Regions from separate parts of the Macaca mulatta genome. Here region 2 is linked to region 1. Evidence: chromatin contacts called from public Hi-C data. All regions are on one chromosome and are shown on one strand. The core of a region is the stretch at or near the end of the contact, and the rest is flanking DNA. Distances in the headings are between cores, read along the strand shown.

Region 1 (4,161 bases), core at 732-3,231:
CCGTGTGGCCGTTTCCAGGGACGTCGACATGAAGAGAAAGGTGGACGCGAGCTCGGGCATTCAAAGTCTCCCCCACCCCGCCGCAGCCACTACCCAGCAGGGGAAAAAGGAGAGGAAGAAAGAAAGGAGAGAGAAGAAAGTAGTTGCGCCGGGCTGTGTCGCGGGGCGGTGCGCGGAGCTGTTCGGTAGGGAGAGGAGCTTCAACTCTGTCTGAGTCCCGTGAACATAATCTGCGCGGTTATAACCAGCCAACCCGGCCAGATGGCTCCGCGCTCAGCGCCTTAACCCCTTCCGCGCCGCGCCGCCCTCCCCCGCCCGGCCCGCGCCGCGCCGCGCACGCCCGCGCCCCAGAGCCCCACGGACCTCGCTTCGGGACCCACGGCGGGGAAGGAGTCTTTCTCCTAGACCCTCTTGAAAAACAAAACGAAACAAAACAACAACAGCAACAAAAACTTCCAAATTAGTAGTAGTCTTCGGTAACCCCCACCCTTGAGTTCCCTTTTAGAGATCCAGGAAAAAACGAAACGTTAAATGTATCGTAACAGGTTACATGTTAGTGTCTTCAGCCTTTTTTAGTTGTTCTTTTTCTTGAAATTTTTCTTGTTCATCTCTTTTCTTTTAAGATTTTCTTGACCAGGCATTAGGGCCTTTTCCTGCCCCTTTCCTCAGGCGGATCAGGTCTGAGGCGTAAACTCCTCCTCCAAACCTTAGACCCTTCCAGCTCCAGATCTCTCCCCACCCCTACCAAGCCCACCCGCCACTCCTCCCCCCACCCCACAACACGAACACGCCCAAGGACAATCGCTCCCCGGCGAACTCGCCGCTCCCGGGCACCCGCACCCAGGACGCTGTGCCGGCGGTCAAGGGAGGTCAAGGTAGAGTGGTGTGGGGGCGGGTGGTCCCAGGGACTAGGGAGGGGCTGTGCACGCGCGCGTTTGCGGGAGCTTGAGTGTGGAAGGGAGAAGGAGATGGATCGCAACCTCCCGTTTCACCCATCCTCCAACTTCTAAACCCCTTCCTTCCAAACTAGGATGGGGCCCTGCAGCTCATCACTCGCCCAGCACCCACCAGTCTGCACGCGGGGACAGCGCGAGAAGCAGGAAAGGCGAGCGACAAGCAAGCGTCTTCGTGGCGCCCCGAAAGTAATGACGCTCACTTCCCCACCGGTGGATTCATTCGAGGAAAGGATAGGGGGAGGGGGGCAAAATATCTTATTTGGAGATAATTTTAGCTGCCCGTTAGACCCCACTTGCTCCGAGCCGTTCTCTCTAAATTTACCAAGTTAAGTCATCTTGATTTCGCCCATTTGCCATCGAGAGAAGGGGGGAAAATACCACCTAGGGATCAACGAGAAATGGAGAGTCCGGGAGCAGAGGTTTGCCCTCTTGTCCCCTTCCCGAGTCCTTGAGTGGTGGACCTCCGCTCCAAGCCCCTCATCCCTTCCTCCCTGCCACTTCAGCCTCTCCTCTCATCATCTCCTTCCAGGACCTTTTGACTCACGAGCGACTGGGGAGGGAAGCGAGTATCCCGTTTCCATCCCTGCCCTGTCGTTCGAGGTGTCTAATAAGCAAGCCGTTCTATGTTTCGGTTAGGGCCCAGGTTCAAAAAATCCAAATACCTTAGAATTGTCTGAGAATTTGGTTGAACCCCGGAACTGCACCCACCAGTTCAGGACCAACCTGCCGCAGAGAGTAGCTGGGGGCTTGGAGGGGGAGGTGGGAAGGGAGGGGGAGTCTGGGGGCTGCGTACTAGATAGATTGTACCTGCCTCATCATTATCCTGGCTGATGGGGGTTGCCACATCGAAAACGGCCAGAAGCGCCCACCGAGGCCCAGAGGCGTCACCTTCTGCGGTCCCTCGCAAGGGTAGGGTCGTCCTTCAGTGGCTCCCCTCTTGCCAAAATATCGACGTCTTCCTCAGGGCCAGAAGAGGCTGCCGAGTCGTTCCCTCCACCCCGCCACACAGCACCATGAAGGTTTGGATTGGGCGTGCTCTGTCGGGTTCTGCTTTTCTCCCTCTCATCTGGCCCGCCTCCCTGCCCTCCCCCACTTCCCGCACTTGCCCCCCTCCTCCAGCTTCTCGCCGTGGTCAAAGGAGGGATTCAGGCCCCAGTTTCAGATCCACTGGCAGAGTTCTTTCCTCAAGCTCCAGGTCCTCCGGGAACCTGAAGATTACAAGGAAAGAGGTGGTTGGCTCCTGCTGCAGCAGGGAAGGGGTTAAATACATGTGCGGGCTGATCTGCAGGCAGCTCCCGGGTCCCTGGCAGTCTGGAGGGACGAGGGGAAGGGGGGCAAACAAACTTGAAAAATCAGAAGAAACGAAGAAGAAGAAAAGGCAGCAAGCCGTGCGTTTAGGACTTGGATTTGTTCTGCAGATGCCTTGCACTGGTTGGCCGCCTCACTTTGCCAGGACTTTCGGGGATCCCAGGAAGAGTTTGTATTGTTTCCAGCTCCAGGGGGTTTTGTCCTGAGCTGGTGGGTCTGTCTTTGCTTGCAATCAACAGGCCTTGTAATATGAGAGGTGACACCTTAATCTTGCCAAATATGTGCTGTGCCTTTATGGAGAGAGGGGAGGAGGGACTGAGGGAAGGAGAGAGGAAGAGGGAGAGACCCAGACCGGAGCAGAGGGTGAAACATGCACTTTTGCTCAGAAGGATTGGTTTCCCAAAGGGAGAGCCTTAGCTCTTTTCTGAGTAGAAGACCTTTTTCAGACAATCTCCCTTGAGCACCTCCAACTGCCTTTTCCTTTACTGTTTTTCTTTAGGCTTCAGAGCTAAAGATTTCTTCCTTCTCAAACTAGGGACTGACCCCCCCAGGTCTCTGTTGTGGCTTCCAAGAGAGTGGCAAGGTGCTGAATGAAGAGGCTGGGCAGAAAAAAAGAATTAGAAAGGTGTGTTTTTAAGAAGACAGAATAAAAAGATTATTATATACAATGTAGAGCCATTTTTAAACTGTAGAATATTGTGACTTCTAAGTAAATCCATGTTTCTAAATAGAGATTTTTCTTTTCTATAGAAAGACCGTAGTGGTATGGATAGCAAAAGCAAAGATCAGGACTGGAAAGTAAGCTGGCTGCGAGCTTGTGCCCTGGAGATAGCCCTGGTTAAGGAAGCATCCAGGATGAGATCTTTTAGGATTCACTAGGTAATTGCCCCTCTCCAAGTTGACTTAGTGGCCGTGACTTTGGCTGTCCATCTGTCGACTATATTTTTAGGTTGCTGAACTTTCTTTTTCTCCCTGCTGCATCTGAGAGTAAGGCCCTGACTCCTGAAAGTGATTTCTGAGAACAGGAACCAGATCTTGTTTTTGAAAACCCCCTTTAAAACTCTCTCCTAAAGCAAATTTCCAGAGCGTGCCTTCTGGTTACCCTTATCTTTTGCAATAGCACCACTCTGTGGTTGGAACACTGAACAGAAACAAAACGGGAATGTGGGATTGAATTTTGCCTTTACCTTGTGAAAAACAGCACTTATCTCCTCTATGTTTGAGCTCAGTGGACTGAGTGCTGGTGGTGGGGGCTCAGCATGTGGTGAGGGAGGGGGTCTTGTGCAGTGGCAGTATGTGGTTAATTCATTGTGACATGTTGACCCAGGAAATGAGAGAATTGGACCGAATGGCCTCCAAGGACCCTTTCCGTGTCAAAAACAAGCTTGTTTTTTTTTTTTTTTTTTTTTTTTAACTCCATGATCACACAGCTAGACTTGAATGTTTGTCCTCTTCCATTGCTTTTCTTTTTCTCTCTTTTGAGGTTACTGAAATAAACGCCACACTTTTCACTGATCCTAAAGTATTTGCAAGTTGCATCTTCTGCTGCTGGAGGGCGCTGTGGGGAGGTCTTGCCCTACCCCCTCCATCTCCACCCCCATCCACCCAGACAGCTGCTAGAGCTGATGGAGTCTGGAAGTCTTCGTTTGTCAAACAATTAAAGTGAATGCAAAAGGTGTTTGCACAGGGACTGGGAGCTTAAGGTTCAGGAAAGGCAGCTTCATGCTACCTTTGTGCCTCAGCGCTTGAAAGATTCGTGGCTGCCCACCCATTACTAAATACTGGCAACAGCATTATTAACCAACAGCTACAGGCTGTCAATCCACATAGCAATTCCTCTCGGATGCCCTGGAGTCATCTGTGAGACGTTATTCTTTTCTTTCAAGTTGCATGAAGT
Region 2 (4,161 bases), core at 1,091-3,590, 220 kb before region 1:
TTTTAAATGCATGGTAATTTGGTGTGATAGATATAACTATATTTTACAGATAGGGCACATAAATTATTTTACAGATAAAGAAACTGAGGATCTGGGAATTTCCCAAGGTCATTCACCTAAGAAGGACCAGAGCCAAGAGTTCAGAACTTGGATGTCCTGGTTCCAAGCCTACTTCTCTTTGTGCTGTCTTGTATGCTGGCTATAGGATTTGTAAGCAGAATGTATTTAAGTTAAGGATATTTTGTTGCAAGTCTTCATGTTGTTAATGTATCCGTGAATGGAGAGTTTTAATTGGCTTCCATTATTAGAGCCAGATTATTATAAGACTACTTTACTCACTGTCATTTTTACTAGTGACTTTGGGAGCTTGGAAGACGGTGGTGCAACGTTGTGTTTCTCTTGGCTTCTTATGTTGGGAGAGTGTCTGAACGCATGAGCACTGTGTGTGTGTTGGGAGCTGTGACTTCCAGAAAAAAGAGATCACCAATGTAAACATAAGAAGGGGTGATTTTTCAACATACGCTACAACGTTATATCAAAATGAGCATTTTTTCTTTCAGTTGCTTTGAGTGGACATTTAATTTGGTTGCTTTTTAGTTACGTCTCGTTTTTATGCAAAATAGTAATGCCACCTTCCGAATCAGATTTAGCTTAGAATTGCTTTTCCTTGTTTCTTTGGTGGTCTCTGAGCTCCTCCTGGGCAGAGCTGAACTTTCTCAGTGTGTCCTCAGTATCTAGCACAGAGCCCGGCCCATTGGCACTGTTTAGACTTTGTTTGTTGAGTAGGACTGAACCAAGACTTATTCATCAAAACCTTGACCATAATTGGGCGGGAGGCTCAGGAAAAGTCCTTCCCCGGCCCCTCAAATGTCTCTTCAGAATCCCTATTGAGTGTTATCATCCGTCAGCCCATCCTCAGTTTTCCTTGTCAACAGCTTGAAAAATCTTTTAAAAATACCCTTAAGGGGCCGGGTGCAGTGGCTCACACCTGTAATCCCAGCACTTCGGGAGGCCAAGGCGGGCAGATCAGATCACAAGGTCAGGAGATCGAGACCATCCTGGCTAACACGGGGAAACACTGTCTCTACTAAAAAAATACACACATACACACCCAAACTTAGCCAGGCGTGGTGGCACGTGCCTGTAGTCCCAGCTACTCGGGAAGATGAGACAGGAGAATCATTTGGACCTGGGCGGCGGAGGTTGCAATGAGCCAACATCGTGCCACTGCACTCCAGCCTGGGCAACAGAGCGAGAATTCGTCTCCAAAAGAAAAAAAAAAAAAAACCTGTAAGGAAAATGTTAGTGTGTGAGTGAAACTAAGAATTAATACTGAAGGAAAATGAAAGAAACTCTAATCCCTGTTGATGTTTGGCCTAATTTAGAAGAACGTGAATGAGTCTTGTTCCAATCCCATCAGAAATAGGTTCACATGTTCCTATTCCTTCAGAATGGCCACAAGATGTAGTTACCTTGTTCTCACTGTGTGATGGAAAGCCTGTTGGGCTAAGAGTCTAGCAACAGGATTCTATCCCTAAGTCTGTGCAAACCTGAATCTATTGCTTGTTTACATAATCTGTAAATGCAAGTGCTAATTACTAAGTGAATTCAGCTATAACATCATTCCCACCACAATTTATTAAGCCAACTCCACCTGTTGCTCAGTTCCAGGCAAGAGAATTGTTCCTCTTCTCACATCCCTTCAGACTCACTCCCAAGGTAACCCTCACTCCCAAACTGACCAGGGATTCTTAAACCTTTTGGTGTGTGGGTGTCATCTCTGTTTCCTTTGCCTGTGAGCCCCCCAGGAGTGGTGATCTTGTCAGTTTTCTTCTGCCTCCCACTGTGCCTGGCACCAAGATCAACGCACAGTGGGCCCTAGAGGGATTTTTAGAAAGAAATCTTTTAGGATAAGGAGGTCCTTCGCTTACAGTACAAGCTTTCAAAGGCTAGATGGCACTGTTGCTAGCACCAAATCAGGTGTGTTCTGAATATCAGTGGTGAGGAAGCGAGAGGAGAGAGCAGGGGCCCTGGAGCGCTCACCGCTGAGCCGCATTCAGACACCTTGCAGAAGTACTGGTGGATTCTTGCCGTACTGGCAGGGAGTGCTCTGCCATATTCTCGGCACCTTCACAAACACGGCTTCAGATGGTCTTCCCAGCTACCTTGTGTAGTAGGCAGGACAGCTGTATCCATTCTAATTTTATAGAACTGCAGCTCAGAGGAATCAAGTGCCTGAACTAAATTTATACAGCAGAGCTGTTTAATTAGCAGAGCTGTTTGCCATTCATAGCTGTTGGCAGCCCCTCCCTTGTCCCCCACCAAATGAGGGTCCTCAGAGCATGCTGAAGGAGGACTCTGGTTAGTGATACAATTGTCCCAGGATAATGGCCCGGGTGAACTGGACCCAGTCCAAGGGGAAAAAGGTAGGATTCTCAGCCAAGTTGATTGAATGGATCAGCTTAACCTGTGCCTCAAAATGTTTGGATTTGTGACAAGGGAGAGCACATAATACTACATGTAGCCTCTTTGAAGAACAAAATTTTGGTAATTTGCACAATTATTAGGCTCTAAGATCAGTGGTTGATGTTTTATTTAACAGATGATCTATTTATGGGATGCTGCCCTGTGGTTGGGTTGTTATCTGTCATTTGTCCATTGCTTTACTGTATTCACATGTTTCTTACTAAAACAAAACAAAACTGTCCTGTGCAGTAGGCAGGGCAGGTGTCACTACTGTGCCCAGTTTACAGATGAGGAAATAAAAGGTCAGAAATGTTAATAAGAGACATATCCAGGATCACACAGCTGATAAGTGGTTGAATTAGAACTTCAGCCCAGTGTGAGGTTGAAGTAAAATCTTATCCTTTTTTCATTGTAATTTTTCCAGGCTATTCCAGCTTATCTAGAAATTCTAAAATTAGGAGAGTTGTTGATAATATGGAGAGTAAGGCATCAGTGACTAGAAATATATCTATATAGGGTGATAATGATCAATCATATGCAAATATATGCAAATTGAGAGCAAATTAATATCTGTTATTTGTGCCCTCTGATTGTCTCTGCTCTCCTGTTTCTCCCCAGGATGATGAAGATAAACTGACCTGGAAGGATCGTTTCCCAGGTTACCTGATGAACTTTGCCTCCATCTTATTCATGGTAATTTCTTTGAGGGACCACTTGCCTGTGACTGCATGCATGTAGATGCTGTTATGTGACTATTGTGGATATTATATTCTGCTAGGAAAATCATGAGAGGTTGGTAAAGGGAGAGCCACACTCCTGTGTAGAGGGGCCGGATCTTGTCTGATAGTGAGGCCATTGACCACACAGGCTGGAAGTTGGAACTCCCGGGGAGTAGGTTGCCAGATGGTGCTTCCACATCGAGACAGACCAGAAACTTGGAGAAGGAATCAGGTAAGATGGCTGCAATTGCAGCAGCCTGTCTGGGCTGTGGGGTGGCTCTCTCTGACGTCTATGGATAGACCAGAGTCTGGAAGCCACAGGAGATAGCCAGCTTGGGCTCGGTAACTGTGATTCTTCAGCTTTCCTATGGTTGCTGGGTTTATTTCCTTGTGCTGTACCTTAGAGTTTGGTACAGCCCTTTTGCAAGACCCAGATGGTCTCAGCTGTGTCAGGGAAAGCTGAGGGAAAATCCTGTGATTCGTATTTGAGTTAGATCAATAAGATGGTAGCAGTTTATTCTTGTTTGCCAGCGTGGGCAAGACAGCAGTACCTGAAGCTAGAGGACCTCGGGGAAGGCAAAAATCAGAGGACAATGTTAGGGTTACTAATACCCCGTATCTCTTTATGGAAATATTCCTTACGGTATTCAAGATTGGAGGTTGTGCTTTGTAAAGGAGTGTGTGTACTCACAGCTCAGAGCATTTCTAAGGAGGCCTACATGTTAGTTGCAGGTTGAAAGAGGGATCACTTATTCCAAAAATTGGCCTGGAAATTGTTGTAACTCTGACTCTGGCCTGAGGGGGTTTTTTTGTTTGTTTGTTTGTTTGCCATTATTTTTGCCATCATGACCTTTAAGTACAGGAACTGTGTTTTCGTCTCAGAAATGTAAAAGGTGAAGGAAACTTAGATATCACCAATTCAACTCCTCATTTTTCAGATGAAGTACAGAGTTGATGGGTGCCTTGCCACAGCTTA

What was found. Hi-C and Micro-C count contacts between places; a contact is called where the count stands out from the background.
Region 2: a Hi-C map of fetal cortical plate shows a contact between it and region 1, with 2.1 times the contacts expected there. The contact joins the enhancer-like site here to the promoter of NTF3 in region 1. A contact is called at or near these places in 2 of 14 Hi-C or Micro-C datasets (fetal cortical plate and fibroblasts).

The regions. Positions count from the first base shown.
Region 1 is chr11:6,354,216-6,358,376 of T2T-MMU8v2.0, reverse strand. NTF3 (neurotrophin 3) reads right to left here and starts at 1,981. Exons shown (of 2, transcript XM_077953320.1): 1 at 1,764-1,981. The coding sequence starts at 1,802. It overlaps LOC144332737, which reads left to right. Exons shown (of 5, transcript XR_013400781.1): 2 at 19-875; 3 at 1,031-1,142; 4 at 1,921-1,975.
Region 2 is chr11:6,577,605-6,581,765 of T2T-MMU8v2.0, reverse strand. It overlaps ANO2 (anoctamin 2), which reads left to right. Exons shown (of 25, transcript XM_077953330.1): 15 at 3,085-3,159. Among named protein-coding and RNA genes, the nearest start is that of NTF3, 220 kb to the right of the region's middle. Within about 2 kb of position 2,340, at least 4 of the 40 cell types and tissues checked have an H3K27ac peak or open chromatin away from gene starts, as enhancers often do. A contact at or near this core is called in fetal cortical plate, where this site is marked.